7 separate regions of the Mus musculus genome follow, and regions 2, 3, 4, 5, 6 and 7 are each linked to region 1. A link is a contact called in public HiChIP or PLAC-seq and promoter capture Hi-C data. All regions are on one chromosome and are shown on one strand. Each heading gives the region's core, a stretch centred on a gene start, on an enhancer-like site or on the middle of the called end of the contact. The rest is flanking DNA. Distances are from core to core; before and after follow the strand shown.

What was found. Promoter capture Hi-C pulls out the DNA fragments that hold promoters and counts their contacts. HiChIP or PLAC-seq counts read pairs in DNA pulled down with a chosen protein or histone mark.
Region 2: a promoter capture Hi-C map of liver shows a contact between it and region 1, with 2.2 times the contacts expected there. The contact joins the enhancer-like site here to the promoter of Ldlrap1 in region 1. A contact is called at or near these places in 2 of 39 promoter capture datasets (the C10 cell line and liver) and 2 of 115 datasets of contacts at active chromatin or transcription factors (astrocytes and memory CD8 T cells).
Region 3: a promoter capture Hi-C map of the HPC-7 cell line shows a contact between it and region 1. The contact joins the promoter of Ubxn11 here to the promoter of Ldlrap1 in region 1. A contact is called at or near these places in 1 of 39 promoter capture datasets (the HPC-7 cell line) and 1 of 115 datasets of contacts at active chromatin or transcription factors (memory CD8 T cells).
Region 4: a contact with region 1 is called in a promoter capture Hi-C map of liver, with 2.1 times the contacts expected there. The contact joins the promoter of Hmgn2 here to the promoter of Ldlrap1 in region 1. A contact is called at or near these places in 1 of 39 promoter capture datasets (liver) and 1 of 115 datasets of contacts at active chromatin or transcription factors (memory CD8 T cells).
Region 5: an H3K27ac HiChIP or PLAC-seq map of microglia shows a contact between it and region 1, with 4 times the contacts expected there. The contact joins the promoter of Rps6ka1 here to the promoter of Ldlrap1 in region 1.
Region 6: a promoter capture Hi-C map of stem cell-derived epiblast-like cells shows a contact between it and region 1, with 3 times the contacts expected there. The contact joins the promoter of 1700029M20Rik here to the promoter of Ldlrap1 in region 1. A contact is called at or near these places in 2 of 39 promoter capture datasets (hippocampal neurons and stem cell-derived epiblast-like cells).
Region 7: a contact with region 1 is called in an H3K4me3 HiChIP or PLAC-seq map of embryonic stem cells, with 9 read pairs. The contact joins the promoter of Lin28a here to the promoter of Ldlrap1 in region 1. A contact is called at or near these places in 2 of 39 promoter capture datasets (cranial neural crest and liver), 1 of 484 Hi-C or Micro-C datasets (B cells), 1 of 115 datasets of contacts at active chromatin or transcription factors (embryonic stem cells) and 1 of 9 other capture datasets (pancreatic islet).

What each region holds. Positions count from the first base shown.
Region 1 is chr4:134,766,475-134,769,481 of GRCm38.p6, forward strand. Ldlrap1 (low density lipoprotein receptor adaptor protein 1) reads right to left here and starts at 1,530. Exons shown (of 9, transcript NM_145554.2): 1 at 1,342-1,530. The coding sequence starts at 1,426.
Region 2 is chr4:135,437,910-135,440,950 of GRCm38.p6, forward strand. No RefSeq gene overlaps it. Among named protein-coding and RNA genes, the nearest start is that of Rcan3, 5.6 kb to the left of the region's middle. Within about 2 kb of position 1,507, at least 248 of the 459 cell types and tissues checked have an H3K27ac peak or open chromatin away from gene starts, as enhancers often do. A contact at or near this core is called in liver and memory CD8 T cells, where this site is marked.
Region 3 is chr4:134,100,993-134,103,978 of GRCm38.p6, forward strand. It overlaps Ubxn11 (UBX domain protein 11), which reads left to right and starts at 1,591. Exons shown (of 15, transcript NM_026257.3): 1 at 1,591-1,656.
Region 4 is chr4:133,966,390-133,969,479 of GRCm38.p6, forward strand. It overlaps Hmgn2 (high mobility group nucleosomal binding domain 2), which reads right to left and starts at 1,602. Exons shown (of 6, transcript NM_016957.3): 1 at 1,406-1,602; 2 at 568-612; 3 at 377-406; 4 at 40-90. The coding sequence starts at 1,420. It overlaps Dhdds (dehydrodolichyl diphosphate synthase), which reads right to left. Exons shown (of 9, transcript NM_001362959.1): 9 at 2,639-3,090.
Region 5 is chr4:133,886,048-133,889,333 of GRCm38.p6, forward strand. It overlaps Rps6ka1 (ribosomal protein S6 kinase polypeptide 1), which reads right to left and starts at 1,750. Exons shown (of 22, transcript NM_009097.5): 1 at 1,523-1,750. The coding sequence starts at 1,585.
Region 6 is chr4:135,624,943-135,628,064 of GRCm38.p6, forward strand. It overlaps 1700029M20Rik (RIKEN cDNA 1700029M20 gene), which reads left to right and starts at 1,713. Exons shown (of 2, transcript NR_027909.1): 1 at 1,713-2,103; 2 at 2,814-3,122.
Region 7 is chr4:134,017,396-134,020,693 of GRCm38.p6, forward strand. It overlaps Lin28a (lin-28 homolog A (C. elegans)), which reads right to left and starts at 1,421. Exons shown (of 4, transcript NM_145833.1): 1 at 1,316-1,421; 2 at 658-854. The coding sequence starts at 1,346.

The DNA.
Region 1 (3,007 bases), core at 280-2,779:
CCGCTACACCTGATTTGTTTAGTGCCGATACTGGAACCAAGAACTTAAAGTACCACGGGCTTCCTGCAAGCTAAGGCAAGCATCCTACCAAACACAACACACACATCCCCAGCCCCGCAGGAATTTTATCCCTATTTTCCAGGATAGGAAACAGAATCACTAAGAACAAGTGATCGGCCTTAAGGCTGGAGCTGGAAGGGAAACTTCTCACCATCCAAAATGTACCCTGATGCCCTAGATTCATCCCCTGCTTCCTGGCTCCCTCCCCTTCAGACCTCTTCCCCACCCACCCTTCTCTCTCTTGTCCCAGTAGAAAAACCACAGGGTTCGTCCACTGGAAGAGAAGGTCACACTCAGAAGCCCTGGTCACATCCCACGAATTTTTGAAGGGCTATTTTGGTAGTTAAGTGTGGAAGTCAGTACATGCCCTGCCCAAGGGGCCTCTGACCCCACCCCCGCCAGTAGGCACCAGCACGCGTTCCCGATGCCAGTCAGGGCTAGGAGGAGCCCACAACTGGAACACCACAGTGGGAATGAGGAGGGGCAGGGCGGGCTCCCGAGGCCCAGACACGCTGGCGCTCCAGGGACTAGGAAACTCGGGCTCCCCTGGTGGAGCCCGGCAAGGGAAGGTGCTGACGAGAAGCTGGGGGCGGGGAGGGGGTACTGTTAGTGGGAGAGGTGGGGGGCCCCAGGTAGGTGGCAGGTGAGGGTGTGCCGCGAGCCCGGGTACTTTGGCTTCACATCAGAAAGGGAAGGCCTGGGTGATCATCCCACGCGAATGAAAAGGGAGGAGGGACCTAAGCTAGGTTTCTCAGGCCTCGGGGGAGGGTGCCAGGTGACGGCTCTCCGAAAGTAACCCGAGAGGTGGCTGGGGGAGGCTCCTCTCCACCCTTCCAGACTCCCGGGAGAAATGGCAGCGAGTCTGAGTCTGCCTTTTGCCTAGGTGCCCAGGGACTCGGACCAGCCCCCAAGGAAAAGTACGGAGGAAAACAGGGTTTGTAAATAGCCTGGGCTCCAGCCTCGCCACCTGGACGCGTCCAGAGGGGAGGAAGCGGGACCCTGAATGGCACCCGGGCTGGGATCGCCCCTCGAGGCAGGGACCTGCGAAACTCCAGCGTCCAGAGGGGACCCTGTAGGTTGTGCTGGAGTGGGTAGAGAGGCTCTAGACGTCCCCTTCGCGCCACACCTGGGGACCCCGAGTTAAGCCTGATCCCTGTCGACCTGCCCCAGACGTGCAGCCGGACATGACCCCCGGCCCCGCCGCGCGGGGCGGGACGAAGCCACCCAGTCCACCTTGGCCCGGAGCTCGGCGGAGGCCCGACCCGGGGCGCATACACTCACTGCGGTGCCGGCCGCCCGCCCAGCTCTGCTTGGCCAGACTGGGGCTCCGGATTAGCGCGCGCCCCGCCGACTTGAGCGCGTCCATGGCCCGCTCCGGTTGTCGCCGCCGCCACTGACGCCGCTACCGCCGCCAAAACTCCTCCAGGAAAACTTTCCGCCGGGCCAGGCGGCGCGCGCCCGCTGCGCTCCTCCCCCGCCCTCCCCGCGACGTCTAGGGGCGGGGCCGGAGGGGCTACGCCCACCGCCACGCCCCTAGAGCGCAACCCCGCCCTTCCCGGACCTGGACCGGCTCCGAGGCTGCACGCGCGGTGTTCCTAAACTCAGAACCCACCAAGGCTCCCAGCCCAGCGCCTTTCCCCGTTCTCTAGCTACGGGATCCCATGGCCTTCTAGATAGCTCAGCTAAAAGGCACCTGGATACCGTTTCACCGATGGGAAGAGTGAAAGGTAGAACGATAAGGGTCTTGTTCAAAAATAAGAGAAAGAAAAAAACGATAGATGGGAAGGAGAGGGTCGAGTGGATAAAGGCACTTGCCGCCAAGCTTGACAATGATCCCGGAGACAACACGGTAGAAGAAGAGAATCAACTCCTGCAAATTGTCCTCTGACCTCCTGGCGCTAACAGTGGCACCTCCCCCATTGCTTACATACACAAAATAAATGTAAATAATTAAATAAATATGAGTGAGGGGCGCACCAAAGCAATGGGAGTCTTTGAACGAGGGAATGAAGGCCGCGAATTTTGCTGGGAAGGATCGGGAGTGTATTGGTAGATGCCCTTAGCAGCTTTCTTAGCTGTCCTCTGCCCCCACAGTCTCAGGGACATTGCAACCTTAGACGCAGACTCAGGCATGCTGTGTGACCCAGGCTGTCCTTCCCTGCTCTGAGTCATGATATCTGTCAAATGAAGCGTGATCCTATCTGTAGTGCACCCACCGGCCTGTCTGGGCAGGCCCTCGGTGTGTAGCCTTGCTCTAGCCTGTTTCCAAGGCAGCACCTGCTCCAGCCCCAGGAAGCTGGTAATTTAACTCTAGAGCCAGGAGCGATGGCTCAGACCGGTAATCATAGCGCTCATGGAGCTGAAGCAGGAGGATTCCTGCAAGTTCCAAGGCATCCTGGGGTATAGAGTGAAACTTTGTCTCAGAAAACCCAAATAACAAAGAATTCTAACTATTAAAAAAAAACCAAGAAAACAAAACAAAAAACCAAAAAACCCGCTAACCCTTGGTTCAGACTGTGCCCAAAGGAGTCTGGCGTTCACTACCTGGCTTCCAGAAGCTGGGCTTCAGCAGCGCAGCTGTGACCTCTGGCTAGTTTCAGAAGCCAGCAGATCTCTTCTGGCTGGGAGACACACATGCTGTGTGCTCTAGCTGCCCAAGGAGGCCTGGCTCACATTCCACTCTTTCTAAACCTCCTGTCTGTTCCAAGTGCTCCGCCTGAGTGGACAGTACAGCCAGCCATAGCCTCCTTTACAGCAGGAGACACGACATACCTGTGGTTCCCCAAGAGTCAGAGAGTGATGCCTCAGTGGGAATCCTAGTGGGGGGCATGGTCTGGCCATTATAAGTTTCAGCTGTAAAGGAGGCAAGAAGACCTTTCCCATGGAGCTGTCCTGTGTGACTGGAGTTAGAGGCGATAACTCCTGCCCCTGCCCTCAAAAATCCACC
Region 2 (3,041 bases), core at 257-2,756, 670 kb after region 1:
GCAATGGCATGTGGGATGTTGGCTTCAGAAGAGAAGGGGTTTAGAACAGGCACAGGACTGGTCCATTTGATGAGGAGGCCCCAGCTTCTATAACAGTACCTGGTGCTGGTAGACAATAAGGGCTCAATCACAGTGGAAAAAAAAAGGGGAAGGAGGAAGCTGCTGCTGCTACTGCTGCTACTGCTGCCACTGCTGGGGTGTGTGTGTGTGTGTGTGTATGTGTAAGAGAGAGTAAGAGAGAGAGAGAGAGAGAGAGAGAGAGAGAGAGAGAGAGAGCACTGAGAAAGGAAGCTGGAAGGCTGGGTGGAAGCTGGACTGCTTGAACTCTACAAATCAAAACTGCCCCAACCACACCACCTCCACCCTTTATCCCCCAACTACCTGCCTGTGCTACCTGCTTAAATTCATGATCCACTACATACTTTAGATAAAGCTCCTGAAATGAACCTGTCTCCCTGGTAACCTACCCTGTATCTACTTTTCCTGGGGACTCAGTTGTTTTCTCATGAGGAGCCCCAATGCGATCAGAGATTTATATATATTTATTTATATATATTTATATAAATATATTCACTTATTTATTTTGGTGTACATGTGTGTGCACATCCCATGGTGTGCAGCTCTATGAAGAGCAGACATTAACTTTCAGGAGTTGATGCTTTCCACACTGTAGGACCCGGGAATCGAACTCAGGTTGTCAAGCTTGGCAGCAGCCATTTTTACCCACTGAACTTATCTCACCTGTTTTAAGATTATTTATTTATTATATATAAGTACACTGTAGCTGTCTTCAGACACTCCAGAAGAGGGAGTCAGATCGCACCACAGATGGTTGTGAGCTACCATGTGGCTGCTGGGATTTGAACTCAGGACCTCTGGAAGAGCAGCTAGTGCTCTTAACCACTGAGCTATCTCTCCAGCCCATACCCAGTGGTTTCTTAATGGCACCACTTTAATGTTGGTTTGGAGATGCATTCTGTAGACTTGGGATATTTTAAATGTTCTTATTATCAAAATTAGACTTGGCCTTTATAGATAATTTGAAAGCAAATGATAATAAGAAAACTAAAGTCAACTGTAGAGCTAGCCATTCTTCAATATTTGGGTATATTTCCTCTTTATAATTAGACTTACTGTTGGAATTATTCAATTTGGACCTCCCCTCTATTTGCTTAATGCCAATCAGTACTTCCTTGTGTTCCAAATTTTATTTTAAAATATTTTAAAATGATGAGCTAAAACTTCACCCTGGGCAATTATTTAGCTAATTGGTAGATTCAGGGTTTCCTGAGAACTTCCATTTGTATAATTAAGCATTCGGTGACTGCCTTTTACATTATTGCATCCACGTTTGTTTCAGAGTTCCGGCAGAGGACAGCAGGACAAAGAGCGCGAACTTGCACAAACTTCTTAGGAAATGAAGGACCCATTGTAGGTGCCTATAGGGCCCGTCCCTCCCAGGGCCCGCCCCTCCCAGGGCCCGCCCCTCCCAGGGCCCGCATCCTCCGCGAGTGAGGCTTTCCAGTTCCTCTTCTACAGACAGAAAGCTAACAACAGCAGTGTCTGGATCATGGGGGGGATGGGTGAGCTGTCCCTAGCTGCTCCTCAGGGGAAACCGCCCAAGTTTACTGAGTGATTACAGCGGCGTGACTGAGTACAACAAACTGCATTTGTTCAAAGGTTTCCCTCCGTGGTTTCCCTGTTGAAATCTTTTGTTTTGTTCTGTTTTGCTTCTTTTATTTTGTTTTTCAAGACAGGGTTTCTCTGTATAACCTTGGCCATCCTGGAACTTGCACTGTAGGCCAGGCTGGACTCAGAGGTCCATCTGCCTCTGCTTCCTGAGTGCTGGGATTAAAGGTGTGGGTCACCACTGTCCAGTTGTTGAAATCTCTTTAAGTACATGTTTTGTATTTTGCTGTATCTACTTTGAGATATTTTTTCACTTACTAAGTCTAATTAATAGTGACTGTAGTGATGTCCATTTTAAAAAAAAGACATGAGTGTTTGTCTTAGTGTTCTATTGCTGTGAAGAGAATCCATGACCACAACAACTCTTACAAAGGAAAACATTAACTTGAGACTGGCTTACAGTTCCAGCGGTTAATCCATTATCTTCATGGCAGGAACATATCGGCATGCAGGCTGACATGGTGCTGGAGAGATAGCCGGGAGTTCGGCAGGCAGCAGGAAGAGAGAGACACTGGACTGGTTTGAGCGTCTGAAACCTCACTCTGGGTGACACATTTCTTCCAACGAGGCCACACTTCCTATTAGTATGACTCCCCGGTGAATAAGCATTCAAATCTGCGAGCCTCTGGGGGCCATTCTTATTCAAACCACCACAGTATGTATGTGTATATGAACACACACACACACACACACACACACACACACACACACACACACACACACACACACACAAAATGTGCATGCAGTACCTATGGAGGCCAGAAGAGGGCATCAGATACTCTAGAACTGGAATTACAGATAATGGCTGCCGTGTGGGTGCTAGAACCCCTCTGGGTTCCCTGTAAGAGCAGCAGGTGCTCCTAACTGTGGGGCCATCTCTCCAGCCAACTTTTCCTTTTTGTTAAGGTAGCACTCCAGGCTGACCTTGAACTTGCAGTCTCCCTGCCCCAGCTCCCCAGTGCTGAGATTACAAGTGTGCATTAAGATGCAAAGCTTTCTTTTCTTTTCTTTTTGTCTTTTTTTGTTTTTTGTTTTTGTTTCTGTTTGGTTTTTTCAAGACAGGGTTTCTCTGTGTAGCCCTGGCTGTCCTGGAACTCACTTTGTAGACCAGGCTGGCCTCCAACTCAGAAATCCGCCTGCCTCTACCCCCCTACCCCCACCCCAGTGCTGGGATTAAAGGTGCACACCACCACTGCCTATTTTCTATGGTTCTACATTCTCTCTCTCTCTCTCTGTATACAACTTGAGTCAGTTTCTCTCTCTTTCTCTCTCTCTCTCTCTCTCTCTCTCTGTATACAACTTGAGTCAGTTTTCTCTTTCTACCACATGAGTCCCAGGAATTGAACTTAGGT
Region 3 (2,986 bases), core at 341-2,840, 670 kb before region 1:
AACTGTATTTTTGCTACTATCTAATATGCAGGATATCAGGTATGGGGCCCCAAACTGGGTCACAAGCCACAGGTTGAGACCTCTGGATTAGAGTCTTCATGTTTTTCTTCTTCCTTTTTTTTTTTTTTTTTTCCAGACAGGGTTTCTCTGTGTAGCCCTGGCTGCCCTGGAACTCACTCTGTAGACCAGGCTGGCCTCGAACTCAGAAATCCACCTGCCTCTGCCTCCCAAGTGCTGGGATTAAAGGCATGTGCCACCATGCCCGGCTCTATGTTTTTCTTTTTCTTTGTGTTTTTTTAAAGACAGGGTTTCTCTGTGTATCCCTGGCTGGCCTGGAACTCACTCTGTAGACCAGGCTGGCCTCGAACTCAGAAATCCACCTGCCTCTGCCTCCCAAGTGCTGGGATTAAAGGCATGTGCCACCATGCCCGGCTCTATGTTTTTCTTTTTCTTTGTGTTTTTTTTAAGACAGGGTTTCTCTGTGTATCCCTGGCTGGCCTGGAACTCACTCTGTAGACCAGGCTGGCCTCAAACTCAGAAATCTGCCTGCCTCTGCCTCCCAAGTGCTGGGATTAAAGGCGGGAGCCACCACACCTGACCTGGTTTTGTTTTTCTAAACAGGGTTTCTTTCTGTAGCCTTGGCTGTCCTGGGGCTCACTCTGTAGACCAGGCTGGCTTCGAATTCAGAGATCCTCTTGCCTCTGTCTCCTGCTGGGATTAGAGACAAGTGCCACCACCACCTGGCAAGAAATATTTTGAAAACATCTATAGAGGTGTTTGATAAGTACTTTGCATTACCCTCCTAATGGCCAATCCCAGCAACCTTGTCAGGTAGGCCGTATTTTCATTTTACAAGCGAAGAAAAGGAGATGTGAATGTGCTCAAAGTTACCCTGTCTGTACAGGTGAGGACCCAGTGCAGTCCTAACTAAAGTATCTCTAGTACTTTGGTGCTATTAGGATAATTTTAGTTTTCAGTTAATATCTATTTGGTCACTTATTTCGTGTTGCATCTGGACAGTGCTCCTGCAGAAATCGGAAGACAGATCCAGGAGCCGTTTTCTCCTGCCATGTGTGACCTGATCGAACTTGGTCTTCAGCTTGGTAGTAAGACCAAGACTTAGTACCCGTTGAGCCATCTAGCTATGAGGCTGAGGGAGGGGAAATTACTCGTCATACTGGAAGTGAAGGGTCACCCAATTATTCTACTTAGGAACTAGAATTAGAACTTTCCTGCAGTGCATCATCTAGTCCATAAATTAGAGGGGGGAAATGAGATTTAAATATTTATTAAGTCACCTGCATCATTTCCATTCATCTTTGCATGATCAGGTGGGAAAACAAAGGAAACATGATTTCTTCAAGATCAAATAGCACAATATTGACAACGTCGGGTTCAACATCTTCAGGTCTAGAGGCTTCTAGGGACCAATCTCTTGAACTCAAGACCCGGCCTCAAGAACGCCCTCTGACCTCTTAGAGCGGTGCATTCTGGGATTTGAAGTCTCACGTGCAACCCTATGCCCGTCTTCACTGCCCTCTGGTTCGTTAGAGAGCCTCTCGGAATTAGCCAATGAGAAGTGCTCGGGTCCTGGTCGCCTGGGAAACCCCGAGACAACAAGATGGCGGCGCCGCGGGACGGCTCGCTGGCCCCGTGGTGAGTGCCATCTCCGGGCCTTTCTGCCCCGCTAAGTCTTCCCGCAGGCCGCGGCCCTCGTCCTGACTCCGAGGGTCGGCGACATGCATGACTTGGCTCAGGAGGGAAGTGGGGACCATACTCACCGTGTCCGCGCGTGGAGGCGGGACAGGCGGCGGAATCCTGGGGCGGGCTTTGGGCGCACTAACCTTCTTAGTGCCAACGTGCCCAGCAAAGGATTAGGAGGATGTCGCGCAGCTATCAGGCTGTCGCCTGGTGTGTCGAGTGATAACTGCCTAGGGCAGCACTCAGTTTGGTCCTTCAGATGAAGAAACAAAGGACACGTTTGTAACCCTCACCGGAGGCGACAACCGTATCTTTACAGACTTAATGGGTTGTGACATAGGCCTGCACTCTATGTAGGGGCCGAGGAGAGAGGACTGGAGTACGAAGCCTATCTGGCTACATTGCGAGTCCCAGGCCAACCAGGGTAAATCAGCGAAACTTTACCTTAAATTAAAAAAAGTAAAATAAAACAAAGCCAGGAGTGGTGGCTCACACCTTTAATCCCAGCAAAGTTTGAGGCCAGCCTGGTTTAACAGAGTGAGACTCTTGTCTCAAAAACAAAAAACAAATAACTAAACAAAATAGAAGCTGGGCCTGGTGGTCTGCAGACGTGTAAAGCTACTCAGGAGGCTGAAACAGGCGGAGCACATGTTCAAAGTCAGCCTGGACTTTAGAGCCAGTTCAAGGCCAGTGGGGGCAAAGACCTTTATATATATTATATATTTATTATTATCATTTCATACATATATGTGTCTGCATGTGTGTATGTGTACCACATGCATGTCTGGTGTCAAAGGAGGCCAGAGGAAGGCATCACCGTCCCTGGAACTGGAGTTACAAGAGGTTCTGTTCTGAGCTGCGATGCAGTTACTGGGAACCAAACCGAGGTTCTTCAAGAGCAGCAATTGCTCTTAACCTCTGAGCCATTTTCAAGCTTAAGACTTTATTTCAAGCTGGGCATGGTCGCGCACGCCTTTAATCCCAGCACTTGGGAGGCAGAGGCAGGCGGATTTCTGAGTTCCAGGCCAGCCTGGTCTACAGAGTGAGTTCCAGGGCAGCCAGGGCTATACAGAGAAACCCTGTCTCGCTGGTTGAGGCCAGCCTGGGCTACACATTTTGGGCTGGTGAGATGGCTCAGTGGGTAAGAGCACCCGACTGCTCTTCCGAAGGTCAGGAGTTCAAATCCCAGCAACCACATGGTGGCTTACAACCATCCATACGAGATCTGACTCCCTCTTCTGGAGTGTCTGAAGACAGCTACAGTGTACTTACATATAATAAATAA
Region 4 (3,090 bases), core at 352-2,851, 800 kb before region 1:
AGTCTAGAATTAGCACCGCGGTGTCTCAGGCTGGCTTACCTTCGCAGGGGCCTTTTTAGGTTTGGGCTCTGGCTTTGGAGGAGCAGGTTTCTTATTTTGGAAAAGTGGGGGAGGGAGAAGAGGAAACCATTAGTACCACAGACCCAAGAAACAACCCATCAAACCACAGCTTAGAAAACTAGTTCTCAGGATCACCTTTCTTTTACAATGTAAAAGCCATCTTTCACTTTAGTCTTAAGCATCAGAACGTGGGACAACAGCAAACACCTCTAGATGTGCAACAGCCACCATATATAATGCAACGGGATCACAGAGATCCGCCCCCAAGTGGTTCCCAGTATCAGGTAAAGATCAGGAAATAGACGCATACACTTACAGCAGACAACCTCGCAGATCTTCTCTGTGGCTATTAAAAAAGAAAGTAAGAGGAATAAGCACAGGTCTCCTCACTAGTCAGCTTCACATTAAAGAAAAGTTAATGAGACAATTCGTGGTCATTTACTACCACAGAACCTTGGTAGCTACTACGCAAGGCTTTGTGCGTTGCCCTCAATGGATAAGACTCACCTCGTCCTTCACCTTGGTTTTGTCTCCTTTAGCATCCCCTTCAGCCTACAAAATGATAAAAAGACCAAAACTTGTAACCTCGGAGGCAAATCTCAGAGAACCGGAACTTAACAGCAACCGTCAGACCCCATTCTAAAAACGCATACACCCAAGTTTTATATAAGAAGCCTTAACGGGGATAAGGCCCAACTAAAGTCCGAGACGCACGGAAGACCGGGCAGGCTGGCCGCAGAGCGCGGGAGAAGCTGGAGCCTGGCCCCACAGGCGCTCGGAGCCACCAGCGCCAGGCATTAACAGCTGCAGATTGTGCAAACAAACCTCTCCGGAGGCGGCGCCTGGCGCCGTTGCCATGGCAGCCGTCGAGGGCGGGAGCTCGGGGAAGCCGTGGGCGGGGGCGCGCGTCTCGTGCGCCCGGAACGTGGGCGGCCGGGGAGGGCGGAGCCACGCCGCGGGCCCGCCCCTCGCGGACGCAGTTTTGGCGGCAGCGCGCTCCCCCGCCCGCCCAGCCGAGCGCCGCCTTCCCGCCCTTTCGGGTTTGAATCGCCCGCTCGTTCGCTCGCTCGCCCGCGGGAGGAAGGGAGGAGGGGAGGGGGCTGCCGGTGGGGGAGGGGGCGCGGGCGGCCACAGGGAGCGGGATAAACAGCTGCCAACATGGCTCCTCCTGCTACCGCCACCGAGCCTCCAATATGGCTTCTGGCGCCCGCGGGCAGCGCGCCTCGCACGATTCGCCCCGCAGCCGGACTCGGGCTGGAACCTCGCGCCGCGCCCGACCTACCGCCGAGTCCCGAGCCCGAGGCTGGCGGTGGTCCCGGGGCGCCCGCGCGCTCGCGCCACGTACCTTTCTTTTGGGCATGGTGGCGGCAGGGGACGTCGGCGCTGAGCACGGGGATACAGCGGCGCGCGGGTTTGCTCCGTCCGGGGGTCGTCCTCGCTGCTTCCTCACACTGCTCGGGCTCCGGGGGGTTTATAAAGTTTTTATAGCGCTGGGAGCCCCGGACCGGTTAGAACCGGATTTCACCTCCCGTCGCCGCTCATTGGCCCAGTTGGGGTCACGTGGGCGGGGTTTAAACTCACCTCCTCTGGAGTGAGGAGGGGGTGCAGGGGGAGGGCGCTCGAGACGGCGGCGCGCCTTGGGGGAGGGGGCGCGCCTCGGAGTCGGAGGTAATAAATGAGGGGCGCGCGAGGCGGCAGGCTTGGGGTTCCGCTCCCGCCCAGACCTGGCTTTTGCAAACTACCAAGTTCCTTCCACCTTATGCAACCCTTCTACCCACTTCTCCAAGCCGTGCGACACTGGGCACATCTCGGCCGCTTTCCTTCCTGCTCCCGCCGGGGCCCCAGCAGAGGGGTTTGTGAGGCCTGGCCGCGCCGCCCAGCTCCAGAGGCGGCGGGAAGCGCGCCGGCCGCAGCCCCGGGGACCACGGGCTCCCGTGGGCTGAGAGCCGGGAGGCTAAGCTTGGCGCAGTCGGACGTGCATCCTTTTGAGTTGCCACCTTGGGGAGTCCCTCGGTGTGCTCACCTGGAAAGCAGTCCACGGGATGTGGAGGTGTGGGCTGGGAGGGGAGACTTTCCACACAGGGATGCCTTTCGGGTACAGCGGGGCAGGTAGGAGCTGTCCTTTCAGCACCTACTGCTGAGCCGCCTCCCCAACGTTAAACAGCCCCCCAACATCTGCCTGGTAGCTTCCTTAAATCCCCTCTGGCCCCTGTCACAGAATGGTGGAGAAAAGCCGGCGCCCCAGCCCGGGAGCACGCCCCTCCCACTCGGCTCTCTGGGTCTGGGCTGCAGCTACCCAGCTGCCCCCACTCAGCAGAGGCCATGGAACCTGGGCTTTGCAGATGCCACAGCTGGCTAAAGCCCGCCTCACACACCATCGAGCTGGCTTGCTCTCGGTTGCGTGAGGAAAAGGCGGTTGAAGGGAAGCGCCGGAAGATTAGGAAACAAGTAGATGAACAGGTGTGATGGCAGAGGGGCCCTTCCAGGCCACCCCCGCCCAAAGTCCGGCCTTCTAGAGCTAGCTGAGTGCACCCGATGGAGGGGGCCAACTGCAGCAGTAAAGCAAAACCTTCTCTCGTTTGCAGTTACCACACAAACCTTGTATCTCAAAAAGAAAATTTTAAATTCTTTTTGACATCCATAACACAACTGGCTAACATCTGCAATAGGGTGTTTGGTGCTCAGGCGGAAGGCACAAAATAGGTCCCATCTTAATTTCTGAGGCAAGGGTTGAAGCTAGTTTGTAATAGCCATGGCAGCAGAAAGCAGACATCTGCGAATTCAAATCAAGCATTTTTCAGCCTTTGCCTCTGGACAACAGTGGATCTGCCTCTCCTTTCCACGCCCACAGTGGCTCCCGAGGCAGCCATCCTCCACCCCACCCTGTGCACCTTTCCCAGAATACAGGTCCTGGGGCTGGAAGATACCAGCCCCATTAATCACCGCTACTGTACTCCAATCTTAAGAGAAAGTCAGCCAGGCCTCAACAGCCCTGCTTGCCCGGCAGATTCCGTTTGCTGCCTCCAGCCT
Region 5 (3,286 bases), core at 500-2,999, 880 kb before region 1:
TCCCAAAGGGAAGCAGGAAGTGCTGCCCTGGAGGAGGCCAGCACTCCTAGAACTCTACTCTCCGCGCTAGGGTAAAGCTGTGAGTCCCTAGGCTGAGTCCCTCCCTAGCCATACCGAGGTCAGGCCTCCCTTCCTCTGGAGGCCCAGGTGGCAGGGGCGTGCCCAAGCCAAGGAGTACACCTCTGAGCCTTCCCTGGGGCCTTGTGCCCCAGTCCTGGGGAGTGTGGGGGGAGCACCAGGGGCTGCAGAGAGCAGTGCTCCTCACCTAGGAGGGTGAGTCAGCCAGACAGCCTCTGAGCGCCTGTGTAGGGCCTGTAAAACCCCCGTGGCAAGGATCCCAGAACAATTTACTCCAAATTGCGCCTTCAGGTTGGTTACCTAATCCAGCCGCGCCCACCCTCCAATAGCCAGTGTAGCCCATCCCTTTAAAGGGGCAGCATGCCCTGAGTGCCTGGAGACTTGGGGATCTCACTGTGGATCCTCTCTCTGCCCGTGGTCCTGAGAGACAGGGCTCACAGTGACTGACCTGAGGTACCAAGCATAGGTAAAGGGGTTCAAGCCAGGAGAAAAAGCATCTAGGTTCTGGGATCAAGTGAGGTCTCCTGTACCCCAGCCTCCTGTACCCCAAAACAGCTCCAGTGAAGGAAGGCAGAGTTTCACCTGCCTCCTTCGCAGCAGGAGAGCAGGGAAAGTTTTAAAGTTGCTGGTTCAAAACTTGACCTTGATCCCAGGGTGACAGGACAGCACAGAAGTGGCCTCCTGCATGCTCAGGGTTGGACCACAAAGCCCTCAAAAAAGACAGGAGTTGCTTCTGGGAAAGGCTAGGTGGCAGAAGCCATACTGCCCAAGGGCTCAGCCTTTTTCTACAGGAAAGGAAGGAGGGAGAGAGGAAGACGGAGGCAGAGTCTCTTCTACAGAGACAGTCTTCACAAGATCTAAGGACTTTCCCCACTCTTCAGCATAATCTGAAGTAGGAAGACCCGGTGTCATTAGCTTTAGGGCAAAGGAAAGCAGGCTCCAACTCCAGAGGTGGTATCGTCCCACGTTCCATAACTGCCTGGGATTCAGCAGGGCTACCTTCCTAAGGTCAGAAGTGGAGGAACGAAGAGAGGTCTTGGGGAGAGGTTAAGGTGAGAAACCGGATTCCCATGATCCTTGTCTCTAGTAGAAGCCTAGACATCTGACCCAAGCCTTTCTCCCTTCTGCACTGATTGGGGCAACTCCCACAGCTACTAAAAGATGATAAGCGGGATGGGTCCTAGGTGTCAGATCTCAACACACCGTGGAGATTCCTCTCCTGGCTACTGCAGGGAGGTACTGAGAGCCCAGCAGAACCATCCCCTACACACGCACACCCGGAGCACAAGGGGGTGGAGCCGGACAGTGAGCTAGAGACCGGAGGGCACTCACGTCCCCGCGGGGCTGCAGAGACGCCGCGGGCCGCCCCCGCCCCGCCCCGGTGCGGATCCGGGCTGGCCGGCCGCCGCCGCCTGTCCCCCCAACCCCCGCCCCTCTCACTCACCTCCGGGTCCAGCGGCACCAGCTCCATGAGCGGCCAGGGCTCCTTGAGCTGGGCGAGCGGCATCGCGCCGCTGCCGGACCGCCCGCGCTCCTCCCGGCGGCCCCGGGCAGCGCTGCCTCTGGGCCACGGGGTCCCTGCTGCTACACCGAGACCCCCGCACGCCCCTGAGCCCCTCGCGCTCTGGATGGGCCGTCCGCCGCCGCCGCGGCACTCGCACTTCGGCTCGCTCCGTCACCCGGCGCCGCCGCGCCCATTGGCTACCTGCGCGGGGGCGGGGCCTGAGTAGCCCCGCCCAGTCCCCCCACGGCGCGGCATTCCCGGCGCGGACCCCCGCCCCCAACGCGCCGGGAGTCAGCCTTGCCTTCACGAGAGACCCCAGCCCACTGTCGGCCCTGCCCACCGGAGGCTCCGCGGGTTCCGTTTTCCCGGGCTTTGTGCCGCTTTGCAGACCTCGCTGGGGCCTCCGTTGTCCTGTCCTAGCAGCCTTTGGGATGTTAACCCAGATGTGCCTTCTCCCTCCAGGGGGAGGGGCTGCCACCCCACATTTACATGGGACGTCCTGGGCCTGATCCCGACTGAGGCGTGGAAGGAGCCTGGGCCTTGTGCCCTCTGGCTCTCAGCTCTCCAAGCCCTTAGGATCGCCCCCTTCCGAAAGCTTGTGCACATCACGGGAGCCCACACTTTGGGGTCTCCATGTGATCCCCGGGTCCCAAGCCAGCCAGCGCCAGGACCCACAGCGCCCCCAGGGTGATTTCCTAATACGCATTTTTTTTTCTCCTTCCTAGTCTGTTGTGCCCTATCACTTGAGGGCGCTGGTTTCAGGCCAGGTCCGCGCCTCTTCCGTGGCAGACCAGATTGTGGTCTGACTTGAGCAGGAGTCCCTGGAAAGAAGGCAAAATCCAGTTCTGGTGGGATCAGGATTCTCTCCAGTAAGATTTGGCCTGCTCTTAAGGAGATTTTAGGCCCCAGGTGTCGTGAGACTTACTCTCAGGTGAAAGACAAGCTGGCTCGTTTATTAAAAGCCTCCAGCGAAGACAGGCGTCATTGATAGGGAATTTATTTTTTGTTACGTTTCCTTGCTTGGTTATGGCCATGGAACCCAGGCTTTGCCGGCCAGGTCGTGTTGAGTATCTCCGACCTCCACCTTCAGGCAGCTTGTGATTTTTTTTTTGAGACTCCACCCCATCCTAGTAGACACCCTAAGCTATTTATCCGAAGTCACACAGCAGGTCAGGAGCACACTGGTGTTTAAAAGAGTGTGGGGTGGGTCCGTGGATGGACTCAATGGGTAAAAGAGCTTGCCTTCCCTGAGTCTGATCCCCAGGCCCCATGTGGTGGAAGAGAACCAACTCATAAGCAGTCCTTTGACCTCCACAAATGTGCACAGGGACAACCTTCCCCGATAAAGACATTTTAATGCAGTACATTTTTAAGTGGAGAGAAGTCACTCACGCCTCTAATCCTAGCAGTAGGGAGGCAGAGGCAGGAGGATCTCTGTTCAGGGCTAGCTTGGGCTACTTAGCCAATTCTAGGCCAGCCAGGGCTACACAGTAAGAACCTGTATCAAAACAAAACAAACAAACCCCCCAAACCCCAAAAACCCAACTAAGTAAATAAATAAATGAATAAATAGAAATAAATTTAATCCAGGAGATTCAGGCCAGAGGATTGTGACTTTGAGGCCAGTGTGGACTGCATAATAGAGATGTTGTCTAAAAATCAAAAATTAAATTAAATCAAAAAAGAAATAAAAACAGATGCTGT
Region 6 (3,122 bases), core at 463-2,962, 860 kb after region 1:
TGGAAGGATGGCATCTGAGGAGGCTTCAGCACAGGAGCCATCGTTGTAGCAGGGGCTCTGTGGGATCACATGGGCATTGCTACTGAGATCCAAGGGGATGTAGGATGCAGGGAGGAAATCTGTGCCCTCAGGGAGTGTACAGATGCAGAGAGGTGCAGAAAGGCCCGGAGGCATAGAGCCGTGAAGAACAGAGCAGAACATTTGCTGATTTCATTCACTCTCATGCAAGAGCAGATTGGTGAGATGAGTTTAAACTCAAGTAGCTTATTAAAAGTGAGTTATTGATCTGGAGGGCAGTGTGGAATCCAGAGTCAGGTAACTTAGAAAAATCCATCCCCCCTTGAACTCAGTTTTCCAAACTGTCAAGCCCTTCCTTCCTTCCTTCTTTCCTTTCCTCTCTCCCTCTCTCCTTCCTTCCCTCCTTCCTAACTTCTCCTTCCTTCCCTCCTTTGGTGCTTCTCTTTCTCTCCCAATCTCCTTCCTTCCTTCCTTCCTTCTTTCCTTCCTAACTTCCTAATTTCCTTCCCTCCCTCCCCTTCTCCTTCCTTCTTTCCTTCTTTCCTTCTTTCCTTCTTTCCTTCTTTCCTTCTTTCCTTCTTTCCTTCTTTCCTTCCTTCCTTCCTTCCTTCCTTCCTTCCTTCCTTCCTTCGTGTGGTAGGCTTACATATGCAGTTGCACACAGTGTGTCTGTGTGGAGGCTAGAGGTCAACACTGGATGTCTTCCCCGATAGCCCTCTACCTTATTTAGTATTCATATTTTTGTTCGCTTGCTTGCTTGGGTTTTTGAGATGAGGTCTCACTGCGTAGCTCTGGTTCCTGAGTCTGTGATGTCCACTGCCACCCCACCAACCTCGAAGGCTGGGAGAACCCCACAGGTCTGTCAGGGGGAGCCCCCAGACTCCCACTGTTCTCTTAAATACTCCTCTGGGAGAACAGATGGTTTGTCCTGGCTTAAGCAGTGTCACTTGGGGAACCCACTCATGACATCAGGCAGCCGGGCAAGGAGACGTTAGGAAATGGTCTCACCAGTTCTTGCCTATCATGGCCTACCGTGTTAAGAAGATATGCCCTCTCTGCGGTTCTAGGCTTGCAATGAGCCAAGAGAACATACGTGAAATAGCCATCCACACCAGACCTGAATGTGAGGCTCAGTTAGACTTTTCTGGTGTTTGTTTGTTTGTTTGACACAGGGTCTTGGTATGTAGCTTAAGCTGGCCTTTGAATTTCCAATCTTCCTGCCTCAGGCTTCCTTTGGAATACAAACCCAAGTTCAAAACTGAGCTAGGGCATCCGTGCTTGTATGGCTGAGGAAGCCGCTTCGTCCTGCCTGGGCCCATGAGGTGAGAAGCCCGTGGTCCTGCCAGCACCAGTCCTTGCTAGGTTGTGCGAGGCTCAAAGCTTAAGAAACAGAAGAGAGCCAGTTGCGATCTTCTCTGGGGTAGGTGACCAGAGTCCGAGAGAGCTTCTAGTCCAACGACAAACCATTAAGGGCCTCAAGTGTGTGACTGGGTGTGAGGGTGGCTACGTGTGTCCCTTCCAACGCTCACAACGACCTAGGACTAGAAGTACTATTTTTGATAACTCTCAAAGCGATTTTGCTGCCCCCCTATGCCCCAGGAGCAGTAGTCCTTGCAAGGCTCTGATTGGCCCTCCTGTGACCACATGGCTTAGTGGCGAGCTCTCCTATTGGGCGGAGTCCACGCAGACCCGCCTCTCTTTAACACTTTAACCCAACCAGCTGAAGCAGCACATGTGGGTCACCTTGGAGACAGCCGACCTACCAATCTGAAAGAGACCGTTTTCCCTAACTTCCAGGACTGGGGGAGTTAACGGTTTGAGCGAACTCTCTCGCTGAAGTCCCACGGCTTCAGGGTCATTCGACTTGCAAATTGACTTGGCTCCTCTCTCACACCCATGTTTAGGGGGCTGTGGCCAGCATGGTGTTTTCCATAGCCCTGGAACGGAAATCAGGTTGGGCAGCGTGACCAACCGCTGAAGCACGGCAGGAGGAATGACTAGATAGGATTTAAGGATGGCTCCCGGGACCGCAGCATCAGAGGAACGTCAAGAACACACCTTAAGGGAGAGAAAGACCGTTGTGAGGTATGAACAAAGTAGATAGTTGTGCTGATCTGGAGCAGATAGGGCCACCCCGTGACCACCATCGAGTCTTAAAGGATACGACCCTCCCAAGACCTTTCCCAATGGGTGGAGGTGGGCATCATGGTCAGGAGCGCAGGGCTTGGAGTGTGCCCACGTGGTCGCAAATTCCCGTTCTTATGCTTCCAAGCTGCAGGGCTTCACCCTACCTGCCTCATGGGGCAGCTCAGAGCTCTGTGTCTATGAAGGGAGGTTATGTTTCCTTCTCCAGTGGACCTTCCCAGACCCTCAGGTGAGCTCCAGACTCCACAAGGACACCCCTGAATCGACGGACGTCTCTCCTTATTTCCTTGAGTGATCTGCATTTCTCTCAGAATTGTGAAGGGAGCAGATGGAACGGGTAAAAACCTACCCGGGCTTTCAAAGCCCTATTCAGTTCTCTGATACCCGAACCCTGAGGCACCAGCACACTTTCTTACCCAGATACCTGCTGGGGTAATAATGTTGTCAATATTGTGTTCCTGCCCTGTCTGCTGGCCCTGGCCTGGGCTGACCCTCTCCTCTCAAGATAGACCCATCCCTTTAGCGGTTCAGAAAAGAGAGGCTGATCACAGGTCCCCTGTCACTAGGAGGTAGCCAGCCCACCACCACAACACAAAGGTTTTCAGCCACTGAACTCCCAAGTGTTTCTCAACTCCAACTCTCTCCCCTAGGGCTCTCAGGAGCAAGCACCTATACTCTCTTGGCAACTTTCCTCGATGTCCAGTGTCCACGCACCTCCTAGCTTTGAGCATCGCTGTCTACTCGTCCTTGAGAGCGTCAGCAAGAAGGAAATTACTCTGCCATTTTCAACCACCCCTCATCCCAATCTTACCATACTTATCCTAGACTGGCTCTTCCAGGACCAGATCTGAGTCTGACTCACCTCTGTGTTCCCAAAATTGAGTACCGGCTGGTCCAAGAGTGGTTTCCTACCTATATCTGAAGAGTTGAGTATATGTGGGGCCCATCTCATTCACTGT
Region 7 (3,298 bases), core at 171-2,670, 750 kb before region 1:
CGGGTGGACAGCTAGAGGTGCCTGCCAGCCCTGATCTGTAGCCAGACCTCTAGGGGAGCTTTTCAGCTCACACGTTGATCCTTCCGGGACCTGCCAAACCTACACTGGCTACAGGACCTGGCTTTGGGTGGCCACCTGACTTGAGGTCTGCATTGAAACGGGAAGAACCTGACGTCGCAGGTTCACGCCCGTAGGTTGGGTAGCAAATGGCTCACACTCTCTCCTCCCTATGAATTAGACTCAGACCTTTAGAACTCAGGGCGCTAACGCCCGGCTCAGGCCCTGCATGTGCTTCCCTGGTCGGCCTGCTGGCCCTCCCCCACCGGCAAGCACAATACAACCTTAGTTTCTGCCACATGGGGTCACCTCCCTGCCCCCTGCTCCCTTCCCAGGGGAAAGAGGTAATAGACACGTGGTAAGCCGGAGGGGTTCCCGGAAGGGGGCGGGGAGGGGGTGCTGGTAGTCAGCAGTGCCTCCTCGCACAACTGCAGTTACTACAAACTCAAAACTGGGGTGTCCCGAAAAATATGGGGACGCACAATGAGGGGTATTTATCTCCTCCAATCCGACAGGAGGGGCCACCAGCCAAGGCCGTACCTCGGAACTCCCAGCCTTTTTCTTTTTTTTCCCCTAGCAAAGTTCCAGAATGAGTCTCACCTGGTGCACAAAGACGTCCACCGGGGGGTCGAGCGCGACCCCAGCGCGGGCGGTCATAGACAGGAAGCCGAACCCCATGCGCACGTTGAACCACTTACAGATGCCGGCCCCGTGCAGCAGCTGCGGCTCGTCTGCCGCTCGGGCCGCGTCAGGCGGCGCCTCCTCTGGCGCCTTCTCCGCTGCCTTGGCGCAGCCACCTGGAGATAGGGAGGGCCAGGTGATCAGCTGGGGGCCAAGGGATCGCAGGCCCTCTCAGGGACCCGTCTGGGAGATCTCGGTGGTCAGCCCGCGGATAGACACCCAGGAGGAGGCAGCTACCAAGCAGCTGGTAAGAAGAAACCTGTCCTGGCTGCCTCCCCAAGCTTACACAGAGGATGCTGACGCCCCAAAAGTTTTGCTTGTCTTCCCACAACAAGTTGCCCGTGCACACGCGGAGGGACAGGCCCCTCCTCTTCTCTCCCTCCGCCCCCACGGGCTCGGTGTACAAGCCACTGGAACACCAGGGTTCCCTAGTCCAGAGATGGCCCCCAGAAGCAGGAGGCCATAGGGACTTGGGGGTCCCGCGGACAAGTCCGTGGGACACTTTCCCACCTCCCTTCTATTTAGACATTGGGCTCCCTGCACCCTAAGGTGTGCCCGCTGAATCGCAAGCTCGAACCTGCAAACTGCTGGTTGGACACCGAGCCCATGGTCGTCTGCTGAGCCCGTGGCCCCGGGCCCCAGGTCGGGCGGCTGCTGGCCCCAGAGAAGTCCGGAGGCAAAGGGGTGGTTCGGAGAAGAGGCTGCTACATCTTCCCCCGCACAATAGCGGTGGGAGGGCCCACGGCTTTTCAAAGGCTCCCAAATTCTAAAAGACAATGACCCAACCCCCCGCGGGCAGCCCCCTCCCCTCCCCTCTCTCCTTACCCCTCCCTTTCCCTCTGGCTCTGGCTTCGGCCCTCCCCCACTGCTCTGGTCTCTGACACCTCTGGGGTGTCCCTTCCCAGAACCTTGAGATTTGACACCCCCTCCACATACACACATCTGGAGATGGGGATCTTTTGCACTGGAAGTCTTCAGTACCCCAGAATTTGGGATCCTGCACTTTGAGGACTCAATGCGGGCATCCAAAGCGGACACAGGTGGGGGGGAACGGGGGGGGGGTAGTTTTATAACCACGTGACCACACACACACACACACACACACACACACACACACACACACACACACACACACACCACCCCCACCCCCCGGGCAGATAATTATACATTCCAGAGAGTTGGGGGAGGGAGGTGTGAGCCTGGTGGCGCTGTCCAATCAGAAACACAAACCACCTGTCAAGGGAGAAATGGATGAGCCCTCCCCCTCCCCCAGCCCCTCAGCGCCCCTCCCCCTCTTTCCCCTCAGGCCTCAGAGCTGACCCGGCTGCTTGGCGCTGACCTGCTCTCACCCCCCACCTCCGTGTGCTTAGATAGACCTGGAGTTCTGGACATTAGGAAGCCGGGATAGGGGTGCAAGGAAGCGGCTGGAGACCCCACCGAGCTGATCTGTCTTAACCTAGGTGCTGCCTCTCAAACTCGGCCTGTCTCTGGGTGCTACTGGATGCCTCAATCTCCAAATTTCAACAACAGTTTCTCTGGGTTTGTCCCAGTGAGAAACAAGCTCCTAGTTGATTCTGTGCAAAGAGTCCTTCGCTCCCTCCTAAGCCTACACCTAAAGTTGCTTCCAGGTACAGCTCCCTGAGAGAGCATGTGGAAACCTCGAAGAATGCCCTCTGTGGTAGCTGTGTTCTCATCGGGCCCCTGCCTGCCGCGTCCCGTCCTGTCCCATCCGTTGGTGGAAGAGAATAGATTGGTGGGTGGAGGCACTTCCTCCAAGACCCGGGACACTCTAATTCCCAGACCCTCCTGTTCTCAGTCACCATCCTAAATTGAGCTACCCTTCGGGTAGTATGACTGGTGAAAAGACTGGATAGAGAGAGGCTTCTCATTTAAAGAGGTAAACTCCCTACTAGAAGATAAAGAGGGTGGACCAGAGGGGTGGCCACTGCCCTGGTCAGAGATGGACAATGGCCCGGGGCTCAGTGCACGGCCCTGGCCCTGCCCCTTCACTTCCGGTGCTCAGTTCAAACTGGACAATGCCAGCTCCGGTCAGTTCCCCTCCCCCACAGCTACAACCCATTTAAAGGGACAGAGCCTGCTTTCAGGGGCATCAGCTTATCCTGAATTCAGTCTTCTCCACAAGTGTGTAGAATCTCTTGTGGTTCACACGCTGCAGTTGTGCATACATACATACATGCACGCTCATAAGCAAGTGCGTATCTAAGACAGAAAAAAGATGATGGTGTAGAGAAATGGACGATGGAATAGGAGATGACTGTGAGGAATACTGTTGTTCTCTTTTCTACGAATGTTTGCATGCGCATAAAAAGTATGAGATAGGACTTTGAGGGATGAAAAAGACTATGGCAAGCCTTGTGCTACTAAGCTGTAATTTTTAAGTATCATTAAGAGTGTCCTATTCCCAGCTAGGGACTGTTAGATCTTTTTGGAGTTGTCCGAGTGTATCAACCAAAGTCATTTTATTTATACAACCCGCTCCCGTTAACAATATCTGTTCCTTATACAGTTGCTCTTGAGGTTCATACGTTGGTGGTTGAGG